Regions from separate parts of the Mus musculus genome. Here regions 2 and 3 are each linked to region 1. Evidence: chromatin contacts called from public HiCAR-type and capture Hi-C data. All regions are on one chromosome and are shown on one strand. The core of a region is the stretch at or near the end of the contact, and the rest is flanking DNA. Distances in the headings are between cores, read along the strand shown. Region 1 holds the start of Cacna1d (calcium channel, voltage-dependent, L type, alpha 1D subunit). Region 2 holds the start of Selenok (selenoprotein K). Region 3 holds the start of Chdh (choline dehydrogenase).

Region 1 (5,005 bases), core at 730-3,229:
GTTTTTCTTATGATTACATCTTGGCTTGGTGTGGTATATTTGTTGAAACAGTAGCAATGGGTTATTGTTAACTTCCGTCCACAGTTTATATCACGGTTCACCTTTGTGGAGCACAGGTCTATGGCCTCTGACAATCAAATAATGCTCTAGGTCCATCATTATGGTGACATACAGAATAGCTTCATTGCCCTGTGGTTGTCTCTTCTCCCCGCTTAGTTAAGCGGTTAACAGAACTGGGAAGACTTCTCAGAGCCCTTCAATTCCAGGGCTCCAGAGCACCCTTGCATAGTGCTTCCTACACTTGGTATAGCCCAGCTTCTGCTTCTTCCAGTAGATGGTTTGCCCTTGAGGAAGGGACTGTGCACACAGATCAAAATTGGTAACTCCTAGCCTAGACAACTGCGCTTAACAGATGCCTGTTCAGTGTTGGCTGAACTAAATCGGACAATGGGCCAGTGTTAGCAAGGCATTTTCTGTAGAAGTCTCCAGAGGATAAGCTATAGACCTGGAATTCTGATAGTGACACACGTGCTTCCTTGCAAATCTGACCTATCAAAGGATATGTTCTTGCATCCTTTTTGATTTCAGCTAAGCACCAGCACAGGTGAGGTTGCTCAGACCAGCTTTCTTTTACACAGGCCACAGGCTGCTTCCCAATCCTGCCACTCTCCAAAGAGCCAAGTGAAAAAGCAGGCAAGCATGGTTGTTTTCCTCTATCCTAACTAGACACCCCTCTCTCAGGAAGACCCCTGGAGAGTCATTCTTCCCAGGTGGATCCCCCCTGCAACAATCAGAGATGCTCGGTGTGTCCTCTTTGAGCAAGGAGCACCTTCCCAGAAACATTTATTTTCTTAATTCACGCTGAGCCTTTTGCTTTAAAGACACTGTTCTCAAACGTTCTAAAACTCCGTAGGAACAAGCAGATCCGAACAAAGGCAAATAAATCGAATCCTGCAAAGTAACAAAGCAGACGCCTTTTCCCAACAGCCAGCACAAAGCTAAATGAAAAATATCAGTCATCCACTAGATACAGTATTTCCCCCTCCAGACGGAGCTGGGGCCTGTAGACCTCCCCCACTACAAACAGGAGGCCGAGAAGGTACAAAAAAAAGTATTAATTCCTAAACGAGTCATCAATTTGAGCTGCACAGTCTACCTCTCCACACTAGCAGTTTGAAAGACCTTGGCTGTTACTTCTCTGTACCTGTCTCCAAATACACGTGGAGGTGATGGCGAGAGGGAGGGAGCCCACCGCCACGTATGCATAAGGGAGGGAGGACGGGATTCAGGGCTGAGGGCAGATCTCTGAGGACAGTCAGTGCTCCCCAAAGAACAAGCCCCCCATCTCTTTGCACCTCTAAACTGGAAGAAACGGTGTAAGAGCTGGGGGACGCCTGTCCAGTCCAAGCAGAGCCCTCGAACCCTGAGCTTTGATGCTGCAGCAGCAGCGATCGCCTGCGGGCACCTGGGTTCCTGGGGGGAGGGGGGCGGGGCCTCCCCCAGGTGTGAGAGTGCGAAGGCCACCAGAGCCAGCCCAGCGGACCCCAGGGGACCCCAGCAGCCTCCGCTTGGGGACGCCGTGTAGAGGAGCGGCGCATCGGCGCCCCTAGCAGCAGGCACGGGGCCCCACGGGCCTGGCTCGGGGAAGGGGCGCCCGCGCGGCGGCGCCGAGGGGGTTAACCGGGCTGTCGGCGGCCGCAGCGCACTTAACCCTCGGTCAGCCGCGCCAGCCTGGGGGTGGCGGCGTCCGAGTCGCGCGCCGTGGAGTCCGGGGGGCGCGTGGGCCGCAGGCGGGCAGCTGGGGCGCGGCGCGGCCGGTGGGAGGCCCGGGCGCGCGGGGGAGGGCGGGGGACGGCGGCGGCGGGCGCGCAGCGTCGCCAGGGCGAAGCCGGCGTGCAGCGCGGCGCGGCGGGCGCGGAGCGGGCGGGCGGGCGGGCGGGCGAGCGCCTCCGTCCCCGGATGTGAGCTCCGGCTGCCCGCGGTCCCGAGCCAGCGGCGGCGCGGGCGGCGGCGGCGGCGGCGGGGCACCGGGCACCGCGGCGGGCGGGCGGACGGGCGGCATGGGGGGCGCGCCGAGCGGCCCGGCAGGCCGGGCGGGCACCACCACGGTGTCCCTCCGCTAGAGGAGGGGACCAAGCCAATTCTCCTTTGCAGTAAAAAAAAATAAAAAAAATAAAAAATTACATGTATATATTACTAAGATAATATATACATCTGATTTTATTTTTTACAAAAAGTTTATTTTGCTCCATTTTTCAAAAAAAAAAGAAGGAGCGTGGGTGGCAGGCGGTTTTTATAAATTATCTTTATTTTTGGTTATTTGTCTCTGTCCTTCCCCACCCCCTGCTGAAGCGAAAATAAGGGCAGGGACCGCGGCTCCTACCTATCCGTAACCTCCCATATCCGTTCCTCCCCCTCCCTAACCCTGAGCATAGTGCCCTGCACACAGTAGGCGCTCAATAAATGTTCGTGGATGATGATGATGATGATGATGAAAAAAATGCAACATCAACGGCAGCACCAAGAGGACCATGCGAACGGTGAGCAGCCTGAGCTTGGGTACCCGCTGCCAAACCTCATCCTATCATGATCCTACTCTTCCCACCCCCAACCCCCCATCTCCGATGCGTTGGGTGGGTTGAGGGGGTTGGAAATGATGCTTTTGGCTTGGTGTCATCTACATAGAAAGGGGTGATGCGCGGCAGCTACTCCGTTCTCCTCTTCAGGCCGTGAATGTCAGTTAATTCTGCATTTGCTGGGGTGGGGGCGGCCATTTGGGTGTGTGTGGAGTACTGTGGAGCCAAGGGGCAAGAGTGAGGTGATCCGGGTTCAGTGTGCTCGGGCTCAACTTTCCTCTTTCATCGCCCCTGAGCGATGGAAGAGGAGGTGTTAGTCTTCAGCCTGAACCCTTTTTCCAGCCTCCCCCTATCTCCCGCGCCTCTGGTTGACTAAGAAGAAGGTCCTTAGTAGCATCAGGAAAATTCTAGGACTGTTCCAGGTTTACCCCTTGGGTCGCTTGGTCCCATCATCTCATGGGAGAAGCCCCGGGTCTTGGGATCTGAGGGAACAGGGTCGGGTGGAGCGTGTATTCCCGCTCCCTGTGCCTCCTGTGCACACGTCGGTAACCTAGCAATGCCCAGAGAGTTGCTGCCGCTGTGGGGCTCTGCAACTCACCACGTGCAGTTTCCACACCAGCGGGGGCCGGGTCTAAGAAGGCTGGGGTGCTTTTGGCCAGGTTCCCTTCATGGAGGTCGTTAGCATTTCCCAGCCCTGGTTTTCTTGAAGCCTTTTCCGGTGAGCGCTTCTCAAAGGAACCGCTTGGCAAAACTAGTCCCTGATCTCAGATTGAGTGCCACCTGCCTGCTTTGCTCTGTCCCAGGCTTAAGGACAGTAGGGCAGGAGACCTGTGCTTGCTTTGACTCTTTACTTAGTGATAATTGGTTTTGCAAACGCCCGATTTCCAACCTCTGACACCACTCTCACTTTGACATCTGCTTCAGCAGAGGTGATGGTGGCCCAATGTCCATCTTCCAAGGAATGACCAGACCCACAGTGAGGCGAGCTCTATACATGAAGGGACACCCTCCATCCCATGCCCTCCCCTTCCCCCCTCCCCCGCCCGCTTTTGAGTATTTTGCCCTGGGAGTACCTGGATGCTACTCTACACTGAGATAATTATTGCATAGGCCTTGAGGTTCCCTGACATAATGCACCCTGACTCTTAGGGTGCAGGCCGATTAGATGCTGGCTTGGCTGCTGCTGCTGCAATTTAAAATGCAATAATAATAATAAAAAAGCCTTAAAGATGTTTTTCTGTTTTCTGAAGCTTGTGGAGGAAATGAGTCCCAAGCATCATGAATTTTCATTTGTAGGAAGTGTTAATGCATAATCTAGATATTTGTTGTGGGGCTTTTGGTATTGCCTGGTGCCAGTAAAGAGGTTTTTTTTTTTTTTCCCATGTAGAAAAAATTGCATATATGGCTATGGAGAGCTTTTGGAGGAATAGTCTAAAAGTGGTTAAAACTACTGAATTATTGGTTGAGTGTGTGTGTACGTGTGCCCGCGTGTGTGCGTGTGTGTGTGTGTGTGTGTGTGTGTGTGTGTGTGTTGGTAATTACTTTTTGAGAAAGGGAGTTGTGTATATCTGTTAAGCCATGAGAGATACATGTGTTTTCAAAGTCAGGAAAAGACACGGGATCACTGTGAGAATGGCCTCAGTTTGTCAGAAGAGATGCACTAAAAGATTCCTTTTGAAGACACAGGTATGGAAGAGTACCAGTGTGGTTAGGTGTGGCACAACAATGGCCCTGCATGACTGATGCTCAGAGTAGAGCTCTGGTGACTTTTGCATTGCCTGGCCAAACCCCACTACTTGTGACAGAAGGTTCAAAATGGGAAATGCAAGATGGGAGACACTTTTGCTTTTTAAAAAGATAGTATGGATTGAAGTCTTCTTCTTCTTCTTCTTCTTTTTTTTTTTTCCAAAAGGAATAATCTCTTTTCTCCTCTCCTCAGAGGCAAACTATGCAAGAGGCACCAGACTCCCTATTTCTGGTGAAGGACCAACTTCTCAGCCCAACAGCTCCAAGCAAACTGTCCTATCTTGGCAAGCTGCAATCGATGCTGCTAGACAGGCCAAGGCCGCCCAGACCATGAGCACCTCTGCACCCCCACCTGTAGGATCTCTCTCCCAAAGAAAACGTCAGCAATACGCCAAGAGCAAAAAACAGGGTAACTCGTCTAACAGCCGACCTGCCCGTGCCCTTTTCTGTTTATCCCTCAATAACCCCATCCGAAGAGCCTGCATTAGTATAGTGGAATGGAAGTATCCTTTTTTTTCTGTGGGAAGTCTTTCTCATTTGCCATCTGTGCTTCAAAAGGATTTGCTTTCTGCAGTGACACTTCTCAGAGCCTTAGCAGTCTGGAATGTGAGCAATGGTGGCAACTGCAGGCAAGGGGCTTCATGGGCTACGGCTTCCTGTCTCCCCAGCTTGCAGAGGGTGTG
Region 2 (5,005 bases), core at 1,054-3,553, 390 kb after region 1:
ATCACTAAGTAAAAATGTCCTACGGGCTTGCCTCTAGCCTGATCTTATGGAGGCATTTTCTCAATTGAGGTTCCTATTTTCAGTAATTCTAACTTGTGTCAAGTTGACATAAAACTTGCCAGCCCAATACTCAATGAAAGGGGGACGTATCCTTCTCTATCTACTCATGACTTTCCAAACAGGAGACATTCAAATATTTACTCAATTCAGGGTAAGTAAGACCTGGTAGTAACTGGCTGGCAGTTTAGGTAGCACAGCACGTAATGGTCAGACACCACCCCTCATCTAATACACAACTACTTAAAATGCCTGAGACCTCATCTAATACAGAACTGCTTAAAATGCCTGAGAAGTCGACATTTTTTTTTCCCCATTATCAACTAACCCTTCATTAAAAGTTCAGAACCAGGAGTGGTGGCACATTCTTGTAATTTCAACACTTAGGAGGCTAAGGCGGGGTGACTACAATGACTTCCAGAACAGCTTAGACTCTCTATAACACTAAACCAGCTATGAGACTAAATAGCAACACTTGGTCTCAATTAAAGAAATGCTTTTATACTTACAAGAAAACCACGAATTCTGCTATTCCCCAGAAGAAGTCTGTTAGGAAAGACACTCTCCATGGGGACTGATTCCTGCTGTCCAACACCTGACCTACAGAATTAAAGAAAGAAACTGAGGTAAGTGCCACAAGTCCACAACTCGGCGCTGCCTTTAATCAGCGGAGCAACACCAATGAGCTCAGCTTTTGACTTGTTGGCTTCTTCAAGCCAGTCAACATCAGAGGTCCACTGTGAGTGCAGTCAAACTCTGGGATCTAGCGTTCACTCCTTCGATAGATGTCTACTTTCAGTATGTAATTCTCGGAGGCGAACTCATTCTAGGCATCTCTTTGCCATCTCCTTCTCACTGGTAAAATGCACATGACATTTTAGTGGCGAGATGGATGCAGCAGAAGAACACTGATCACTTTTGAGTGCATAGCTGTATGAGCTAGTGACCTAAATTGCAAATAACAGAATCTGCGAGCGCTCGAAACTGAAGATGGAATGATGATGCTTCCTGTAGTGCCCATCACACCACCTATCCCAAAGCTTTGTAATCAGGAGGTGAAATCCTGAAAAAAGCCGAGAAATTCAAAGTGCTCTCAGCCCTAAGACTTCTGCTAATCGCCCTACTCTCTAGAGATACAGAGATGAATCTGATACAACCACACCTATTTCCAGGGCCCCAAGAGAGTCTTGTAGAAATGCGCCAAGGAGTCTCACCTAAGTCACACAGGTGGGCAGATGGTTCTGGCACTGATACGACCTTCTCAGGCTGTATTTTTTTCTTTTCCAGTAATTGGAGACTTGCTTCCCAAGTTCTTTCAAACTGGGTAAAGTCTTGGGCTTAGGACTAGCTACACTTTTAGGGGAGAAAAATCTGTCACAACTTTTGTATTGCCTGGCGTGGTGGTGCTTGCCTTTAATTTAATCCCACTACTCCGGAGTCAGAGGCAGGAGGATCTTTGGGAGTTAGTGGCCACCTTAGCGTACACAGTGAGTTACAGGGCAGATAAAACTACAAAGTGAGACCCTGTCTCCAGATTTTATTTATTTTTTTCATATTCTTGCTAGTCCTGCATCACCACCATCGCCATCATTATTGTACGCATTATAGAGGCAGTATGGTAGGTAATACTGGAGCCAACCTGAGTTCAATTTAACCTAAATTTCATATTGCCTTTGTGATCTTTAGCGAGCTAGTCAATCTATGTCTCAGTCTGCATCCGAAAAACAGGGATAGAAATACACCATCTGAATAGAACAGTTACAAGGATGAAAGAGATGCTAGGCAAAGAACGCGGCTCTAGCGGCCCAAACAAAAGCGCGTTGTATCCGGACCGGGTTAGCGTCTCTGTCATTCCCGGGTTAAGGACACCCGCGCCCGGGATCACTATCGCAAACCCACAATCGGAAAATTGGCTGTACCAGGAGGCTTCAGGGTCCCCCAGCGGCACCCGGGGACCTTCTGGGCTGCGCCTCGGCTCCCACCGCCTCCGCTTCCCACTCCTTCCGGCCACTGGTGTGGGGGAGGCCGCCCCAAGCTCAGGACCCGGCGAGTCAGGACAGAAGCGGCCCAGGGTAAGGCTCTCACTCACCATTCGAGATGTAAACCATCTTCCCTCCGGTTGCCTGCTTCCTAGCGACAGAGAAGACCGGACGCCCCTGTTGTCGCCGTACCTAGCCTCCCGCCCCGCCCTGTACGTCACAGGCCACTGACAGACCCAAGTCAGGCTAGAGGTGGGTCGAGCCCATTGGCTGCTGGGAGACCACTCCTGACTAGAGGTTCCGCCCAGTCACACAAGTAACTTCCGCTGGCGTGGATACTGCCTGAGTCAGGAGACCGGATATGACGTCTAGGAGAAACATTGTTTGAGGGTCCTTTTCCCCACCCCCCTCACTTGGTTCCGGTTTGACCGAGAGTCTTTGAGGCCACAGCACTGCCGACCGGAAGTTGCTTGCTAGTTGGCAGACACGCGCAGGGTTCGGGTCCGAGGTGGCTCGAAGGGCTTGGAGGGCGGAACGTTCCTCAGCTTTCCAGATGTGTTGCTGTCTTTTGGAGTGGCAGGGAGAGGCTCTGAGGCGGTGTCTGGGACATGAAGAGCTTTAACCATCAGGTTTTGCTGAACTCACTTTTAAGTCCCTCTGGACCGTATTCCCTTTAAGCCGGTTATTTCTGCTCTCAGTTTATTTGTTTTGCTTTTTTGAAACAGGACTCACACTGTATTCCTGGCTCTGAGCTCACATTGTAGACGAGGCTGGCCCTAAACGCAAAGATCTGCCTGCCTCTGCCTCCGTAGCGCAGGGATGAAAGACAAGCCTCACCACACCCAGCTGGTTTTTGTTTTTGTCTTTTGTCTTGTTTTTGTTTGTTTTTGATTTGGGATCTGTGTATCCCAGGCTGCCCTTGAACTCACTTTGTAGACCAGGCCTATACCAGTACTCATGTGGCATAGGCAGGTGGATCTGTATAAGTTCAAGAAGTGGAATTTGTTATTTTTCGAGACTGTTTTTCTGTGTAGCCCTGGCTGCCCTGTAACTAGCTCTGTAGAGCAGGCTGTTCTTGAACTCAGAGATCCACCTGTCTCTTGCCTCCCAAGTGCTGGGACTAAAGGTGTAACCAACACCCAGCTAAGAAGTGGCATTTTTAATAGCTGTAGAGACACAACTAGGGAAAATCAAATGAACTTCAGAATGACAATTTCCTCTGCTTGTCAGCATTGTAGACGTGACATATGCGTTAGAAGGCAGGTCTTGGGCATCCAGTAAGTTTGAAGAAAATTCCTTGCTGCCCCTGTTGTGTTTCCTTTGTGGTGCGGGGAGTGGGGGTGAGGAGAGGGGAAGGGAGGAATGAGGTGTGCAGTCAGTACAGAAAGGGAGAGTTGGGTGTTTTCCACCTTATTGGACTGGCTAGGGAGCTCTGGCCATCTGCCTGTCTCATCCTCCAGGATAGGTCTGAGTTGTGTGCAACCACTGTTGGCTTTTACATGACTGCTGGGGATTCTAAAATCCAGGCCCTCATGTCTGTGTAGCAGTCACTTTACCCACCGAGCTCTCTTCCCAACCTGGGTCCGTGATTTTTCTCAAGGGCCTTTCTAGACCTGGGCTTAAACCATGACGTTGCCTCTCACTCTCTGTGCTCTCTTTTCCTTCTAACTGAAATCCCTGGTTATACTTTTGTCAGACTGCAACAAGAATGATTTATTTAAAAAAAACAAAACAAAACTTTGTTTTGCTTAAAACCCTTTAGACACTAAAATGTAGTGATCTCCCATTGCTCTTACAAACTAGGTCCTTTTCAGTATCCACTGATATAGCCTGACCTGTTCACTTGATTTTAGCTTCTGCTACACATTCCCACCCAAAACACACTCTGGCAATAATTTTTTTTTTTTTTTTACAGTTTTGTGAGTGCCCTAAGTCTTTTCATCTCCCTGAACGTGCACATAGCTATTCTTCCTGTAACACGTTAACTGACTCACCGACAGTTCCCCATCCTTTCCCCTTCAGTTGTCAGCCCGAGTGTCATCATTTGAGTGTCTCTCCTTGATTCCTCATCTCTGGTCAGTTTATTCATAGTCCTTATCACAACATGGAATTACTAACCTGATTATTTAGTGTTGTCACTCTTCATTAGTAAACGCTAAGGGATCAGGAACCTCATCCGCCTGGTACCCCTGTACAAGGTGTGGTGGTGCACACTTGTAAGCCGAGCAGTTGGAAGGCTTAGGCTGCAGTCCTGTGAGTTGAGGTCAGTTTGAGTTACATAGCAAGTTTCCATCCAGCAGGCGTTACACAGTGAGACCTTGTCTCAACAAACAAACAGCACCAGTAGCCACACAAGGAAGGGAGCAAACCCCGGATCTCAGGCCAGTTACTTCCTCTTCATTCCTCTTTAGATTTTATTCCTGCACCTTAATGCAGTGATATCCCAAACTATCCCTAGCCTCCCTGTGTTTCAACCTGTGTTACTTCTGGCTGCCAGTTCAATACAGCCTCACCAATCTGCTCATTAGCCTTTTAGCCACCACCTTCCACATAACGCCCTGGTTAGCTGTGGGAGGTTCCTTTGATACCACTTAGATTATTCTCTCTGGTTTCTAGTTCCTCAATAGACCCTTTGTTTTCCTGAATTCTTGCTTATGTGCACAGTTTCTCCTAAGGAGAACTTCTCTACCTACTGCTCTTCTTGGGTTCAGTTCTCCTAAGGTTTTCCTCAACGTGCAAAGCCTTTCACAATTTCTCACTTATATTTGATGGGAATATGTCTGGCTTTGAAGAATTAATTAAACTTAAATTTGTGTGTGTGTTTGGCCTGTATATATATATGTGTGTGTGTGTCTGTGTATCACTTGCATAGTTGATGCCCATGGAGGCCAGGGAGGGCATCGGTTCCCCTGGAATTAGAGCTACAAATGTTTGTGAGTTGCTGTATGGGTGCTGGGAATTGAACTCTG
Region 3 (5,005 bases), core at 876-3,375, 340 kb after region 1:
CTGGTGGCCAGGCTTAGGCATGTAAGCAGGTGGGTCCACTCCAGCTGGTTATCTTAGAAGCCAAATGTTCAATCAACTTGCATCACTCTGGGGGTAAGGAGGGCACTTGTGGCAAGTTAGAGTCCTGAAGACAGGCAGGTACAGGCTCTTCGCCCAGCTATAACCCCGTCTGTAGCTGCAGGGCCTTGCTTGCATATTGTTCCACTGCACATGGGCCACGGGATACATGCCCCTGACCCAGAGACAGGGCAGTGTCCTCTCTAAGCCTGTCATCACTGGCCTTGGAGGTGGGTTGGTGGCACTTCTCAGGCAGTGTTCGGAGGCTGTCCTGGCATCCTTGCCTGAGTATTCTCCCATATCTTCCACCCCTTTCTACCCCCTTCACCCAACTCTTCCTCTCTCCTTTGCCACCAGATTCTTCTCCGGGATAAGAAACCCAACTAGCTGCCCTGAGCCATTTCTCAAAACAAGCCAATCAAGTACCCAATTCCTTATGTTTGTCCCACCTCCCCTTGCCAAGGTCAGGAGAGGTCGCTCCAGTTTCTGTGTGCATGTGACATCAAGAACTTTCCTGCCCGCCTTTCTGTCTCAGGGGCCAAGAAATGGCTGACTTGTCCCTGGACCTGACCTCTCTATCCCTGCTGTCCCAAAGCCCCTTGCCTTTTGCCTTGAGCTGACTACAGCAGGCTGTGTTCTGCCAGAGCAGCCCAGGGACTGGCACTCAGCTACTCACCGAGTAAACACGTGTTGGCAATCGGCTGTGACTTGCTCAGCTGAGAGGGAGTGCTCTCTACTTGCTCTGCACAGCCCCATGGGCTGTTTTTCAAAACTGGAAACTGATTGTTATCTAAACATCTGCCTGGCTCCTCAGCCCCATAGGGCAAAGTTCTCAGATAGAAGCTGGAAAACAAGGCCGTCTCCATTTTGTCTTCCCACCAGGGCAGGTACTCTGGCCTTGCATGTTCCTGTCACAGTGCTCAGCTCCATGCCAAGAGCATGCACCTTTGCACCCTGGTAGCAGGCAAGGGTTTACCGGTCAGAAAGGCTGCTATGAAAGCTTATTGTTCCCAGGAACCACTGAGCCTGAACGGCTCGCTGAGGTTGAGTGGGAGCCCAGGATGGCCCAGTTCCAGGCGAGGGTGGGGCTACAACCTCCCTTCTGTCAATCTCCTTGGTCAGGCACCAGAACAAGTTTCTCAGGAAACTATTCCTTGCAATCCAACAGAGGCTAGGGACGGAGCCTTCTCCAGGTGAATCAAAACCAGAATCTTCACCTGAAGTCTGTCTCACTGATGAATTTAGTCTGTATCCCAGTCGGGCTTCAGCAAATACAGCCACTTGACTCCACCCAACCTCTTAGCAGGGAGAAGCAGGACTTGTGCCTGAAGCTCTCTCCAATTCCACTGTCTACGTGTCTGGTGAGCCCAGCTCTGCTAACGATATAGGAAGGGCTGAAGCAGCAGAATTCCAGGCTCTGTAGCCCTTTCTCTAACCCCAAATGATACTGGGCTATCCCCCTCTCAAGCCATTTCATCTCAAAAGGATGGTCCCTGGCCCACCTTCCCAAAATTAAGGTCCGAGAGGTGGTGGAGAGTCGGGCAGATCTCACTCAGGCAGAAGCAGCACTGCCAAATGTCAGAACCTTAGCTCGGAACCCACAGTGCTGAGACACCAGCTTCGGGACCCCAGATGTAACCGCCAGGCCTCATTCTATAGGAGTACACTTAACCAGAAAGCCTGAGAGGCCAGGGGTGGAGATTCCTATCACTGTTACCTTGTAACTGTTAAGTTCCTGTCGCTAGTTCTCTCAAAACCCAGAAGGTTTCAGTGGCTTGAGCCCCTCCGCTTCAGGTCCTCACCCAGCCTAGGACCTGAAAAGCTAGCTACTCACCCGGGACAACTCCGCACCTGGGCCAGGACGCGAAGGACAGGAGCCAGGAGAGCCGAGAAGGCAGTGGCCGCTGATCCTCGCCCGCTGCTCTTTAACTGGCGTCCCGGGAGTGCCGCGAGCTGCTCCGTCTGGCTCCAGGCGCGGGTGCGGTCGCCCCACCTGGCCTGCGGCACACACCTGTGCGCGGGGCTCGACACGCCCCGCGCCTGCTGGAGCTTCAGTCCTCCCGGGCCTGAGTCATTCGCACCCCGCCTACCCCCGCGAGCCCCGAGGGCGACAAGGCGGCCACTTTACTGTCTTGGGACCAGGCCAGCGCCGGCTTGGGCAGGGCGGTACTGTGGGAGGCGGAGCCCGGAGAACTGCGGCGGGCGCCTGGATAAGAGGACCCTGGACCTCTGGCCCCAGCTCCGCGTGGTGGTGGGCGGTGGCCAGTGGCCGGGCCATGTTGCTAGTGTTGCTGATCTTGGCTGCATCGTGCAGGAGCGCCCTGCCTCGAGAGCCGGTAAGCATCCCCCTCCATTGTGGGCACCCTTTCGGTTCCCATCCGTTTAGCTGAACCCTGACAAGCGACAAGCGCCTGAAAACCTGCCAGCTCAACTGTCAAGGAATTGTCCATGAACCATCCTTAGAAAGGGGCCAGTTTGCACCCCTGAGCTAACCGCGATGGGTCTTGAACTCACACCACCCATCTATTGCCATCCTGGAAGGTATCAGTTGTCAGACTGCTTCCCAGGGGAATGAGGTTTAGAACTGTCACAGATGCCACCTGGGCATTTGAGTCGTAGTATTCTCCTCAAAAAGAAAAAGGGTGGTACTCAACTCACACAGGTATGCCTTGTCCTGGGTTAATGATGACAAACAAGACAGTACTGCTTACATCTGTGCTGCCCACCTCTTGGGTCAACAGACAGCCTGCATCAGTTTGCTTGCTTGCTTTTCCTTTCTGTCTAGGGCCATGTTAACTCCTGAAGGCAGCTTTCCTTTCTTCTCCAGTCCCCATGAATGAAAGAATCTTTCTAGGAGGGAAAAGCGCATCCTCAACAAGGCATTCAGATGCAAGCCCTGCTCTCTTCACACATTGGAAGGCATCCTTGGTGACTGTGGAAAGTCACAGCTTATTTATGGTGTCCTGAAGCCCTTGCCGTCTCTGTGCAAGAGAAAAAAACTGTCCTGGGGGCAGCTGTGAAGAACATTGAATGAACTCTGCAAAATGTAGAGCCCTCACCTGGCTTTTCCTACACACCTTGTCTTGCTCCCATTCAAGTAGAACTTGGTTCCTAGTAGGTGGCTCATTTGCTTAATAAGAGAATGTCACAAAGCAAAGGACAGTGGATGACATCATCCAAACCCCATTTGCTCCATCAAAACCTCTGCTTTCTGCCTTCACCAAGGTTTTGGAAATGAGAGAGCTGAGATCTTAAGAGTCCTTTGGGTTTGTCACATTGTGTCTTGCCACTGAAGATTACTGACAACTAAAATAAATGTTTTAGGCTCAATATACTATTTCCAAACTAGTACTCTTCCCTTTTAATGGAAACGTCAAAGGGTTTAGTAACTGGCCTTTCGTAGACAGTAGGGGGGTTTTACTTTTTTGAAAGCTGTTTTAGAAAGATGAGGTCACTGTCCCCAACGGATTTCTAAGTAGCTCAGCTGAGTTCTGGATCATTCAGAAGTATGATATGAGCTTGTGTGTGTGTGTGTGTGTGTGTCCTGCGGGCTGCAGTCATTGCTCCCCGCTTTCTTCTCCTCTTTGCATAGCCAATCTTTAATTTGAAGAAATTAATAAACATTACATGGTCCTGAAAACCAACAGTTAAGCATTAGATGATACAAGTGGCCTCACCGTGGCCCTCAGTAATCCGAGGCAGGGAAAGAAAGCATGCATGAGGCCTACCTGGTCTTCAAGGGGGTGAGCAGCTGCCAGAAAACCAGGTGTACCAATGGCTAAGCCAGGGCCCATCACAGCTACAGTGGGGCAGCTCAATTCCCCTCAAGTTGGAAAGTGCAATCAAACTAGCTCTTTTCTTTTAAAACATTTAAAGAATTGTATTTTTAATTTGTGTGTGTGTGTGTGTGTGTGCCCTCAGAAACCACGACTATGATTTCTGGAGCTAGAGTGACAGGCAATTGCTGTGAGTTGTCCAGTATGGGAGCTGGAGCCTAAATGCAGGTTTTCTGCAAGAACAATATGCTGTCTTAACCACTGATTCATCTCTCCAGCTCCCGGCTCATCTTTTCGTTGAAAACTTGTCACTTGTATATGCATCTAAGGAACAATATTGGTGTGGTGCCTAATTTGGTAAAGTGAGGAGTGTGGTTTACTGGCTTCAACATGACATTTGGTTTCTCTTTCCTGCAGACTATTCAGTGTGGCTCTGAGACAGGTGGGTACATTAGAGAACTGGGAAGGTCACGGGAGACCAGGCACAGTGTGTTGCGTGGCCTTGTTAACTAACAGGAATGAGGTTCTCATGAGGAAAGGCGGACTTTGGGGAGTAAGGGTGTGTTTGAAATGGGCTGGCCTCCCAGTGAATTAGCACACAGGCAGAGTGGGATGCACCATGCTACATGGGAAGCAGTACCTGTCACCCCACAGAGGGACAGAGATTAGGGTACAAGGGGTGATACCACTGTTGGGAGTAGGCAGCAAATGTTTTACACATAGGTACCCGACATGGTAGCCTTTGAAGAATGGGTGGGTTTTGTCGAAGAAGGTGACTAGGGAGAGTGAGTGAAAGGTTCAGTGGCAGCAAAGATGGGGCGTTAAAAAAGAGCTGTCATAGTGTCCTGGGTGGAGTCCTGGGTGAGGCTTGGAGAAAGGAGGACTGGTCTCATACACACACACACAAACACACAAACACACAAATACACAAACACTGTGTAGTTTGGGACCATAAGGCAGAGAGAATTTATTCAGGTGCATAAACCTGCCAGGATCCAGGAGTTTAGCTTTCCTTAGCAGAAGTGAGCTGTGAACAGGTGATGGAACAGGAGAGATCACTTGGAGGAAGTAACTTCTGACTGGGCCGGAAACAGGAGTATCAAATGAAGTCCCCTTGCCTCCTCCCAGGGCCATCTCCAGAGTGGATGGTCCAACACACACTCACTCCAGGA

Evidence for each region. HiCAR-type assays count read pairs that join an accessible place to other places. Capture Hi-C pulls out chosen DNA fragments and counts their contacts.
Region 2: a HiCAR-type map of astrocytes shows a contact between it and region 1, with 2.4 times the contacts expected there. The contact joins the promoter of Selenok here to the promoter of Cacna1d in region 1. A contact is called at or near these places in 3 of 39 promoter capture datasets (hippocampal neurons, liver and pre-B cells) and 1 of 115 datasets of contacts at active chromatin or transcription factors (astrocytes).
Region 3: a capture Hi-C map of macrophages shows a contact between it and region 1, with 2.8 times the contacts expected there. The contact joins the promoter of Chdh here to the promoter of Cacna1d in region 1. A contact is called at or near these places in 6 of 39 promoter capture datasets (the 3T3-L1 cell line, epiblast stem cells, hippocampal neurons and 3 more), 1 of 484 Hi-C or Micro-C datasets (liver), 1 of 115 datasets of contacts at active chromatin or transcription factors (embryonic forebrain) and 5 of 9 other capture datasets (adipose tissue, embryonic stem cells, liver and 2 more).

Annotation. Positions count from the first base shown.
Region 1 is chr14:30,350,460-30,355,464 of GRCm38.p6, reverse strand. Cacna1d (calcium channel, voltage-dependent, L type, alpha 1D subunit) reads left to right here and starts at 1,979. Exons shown (of 47, transcript NM_001083616.2): 1 at 1,979-2,540; 2 at 4,516-4,825. The coding sequence starts at 2,474.
Region 2 is chr14:29,965,678-29,970,682 of GRCm38.p6, reverse strand. Selenok (selenoprotein K) reads right to left here and starts at 2,303. Exons shown (of 5, transcript NM_019979.2): 1 at 2,147-2,303; 2 at 567-657. The coding sequence starts at 2,165.
Region 3 is chr14:30,006,120-30,011,124 of GRCm38.p6, reverse strand. Chdh (choline dehydrogenase) reads right to left here and starts at 2,125. Exons shown (of 8, transcript NM_001136240.1): 1 at 1,892-2,125. Il17rb (interleukin 17 receptor B) reads left to right here and starts at 2,229. Exons shown (of 11, transcript NM_019583.3): 1 at 2,229-2,393; 2 at 4,251-4,275; 3 at 4,962-5,005. The coding sequence starts at 2,334.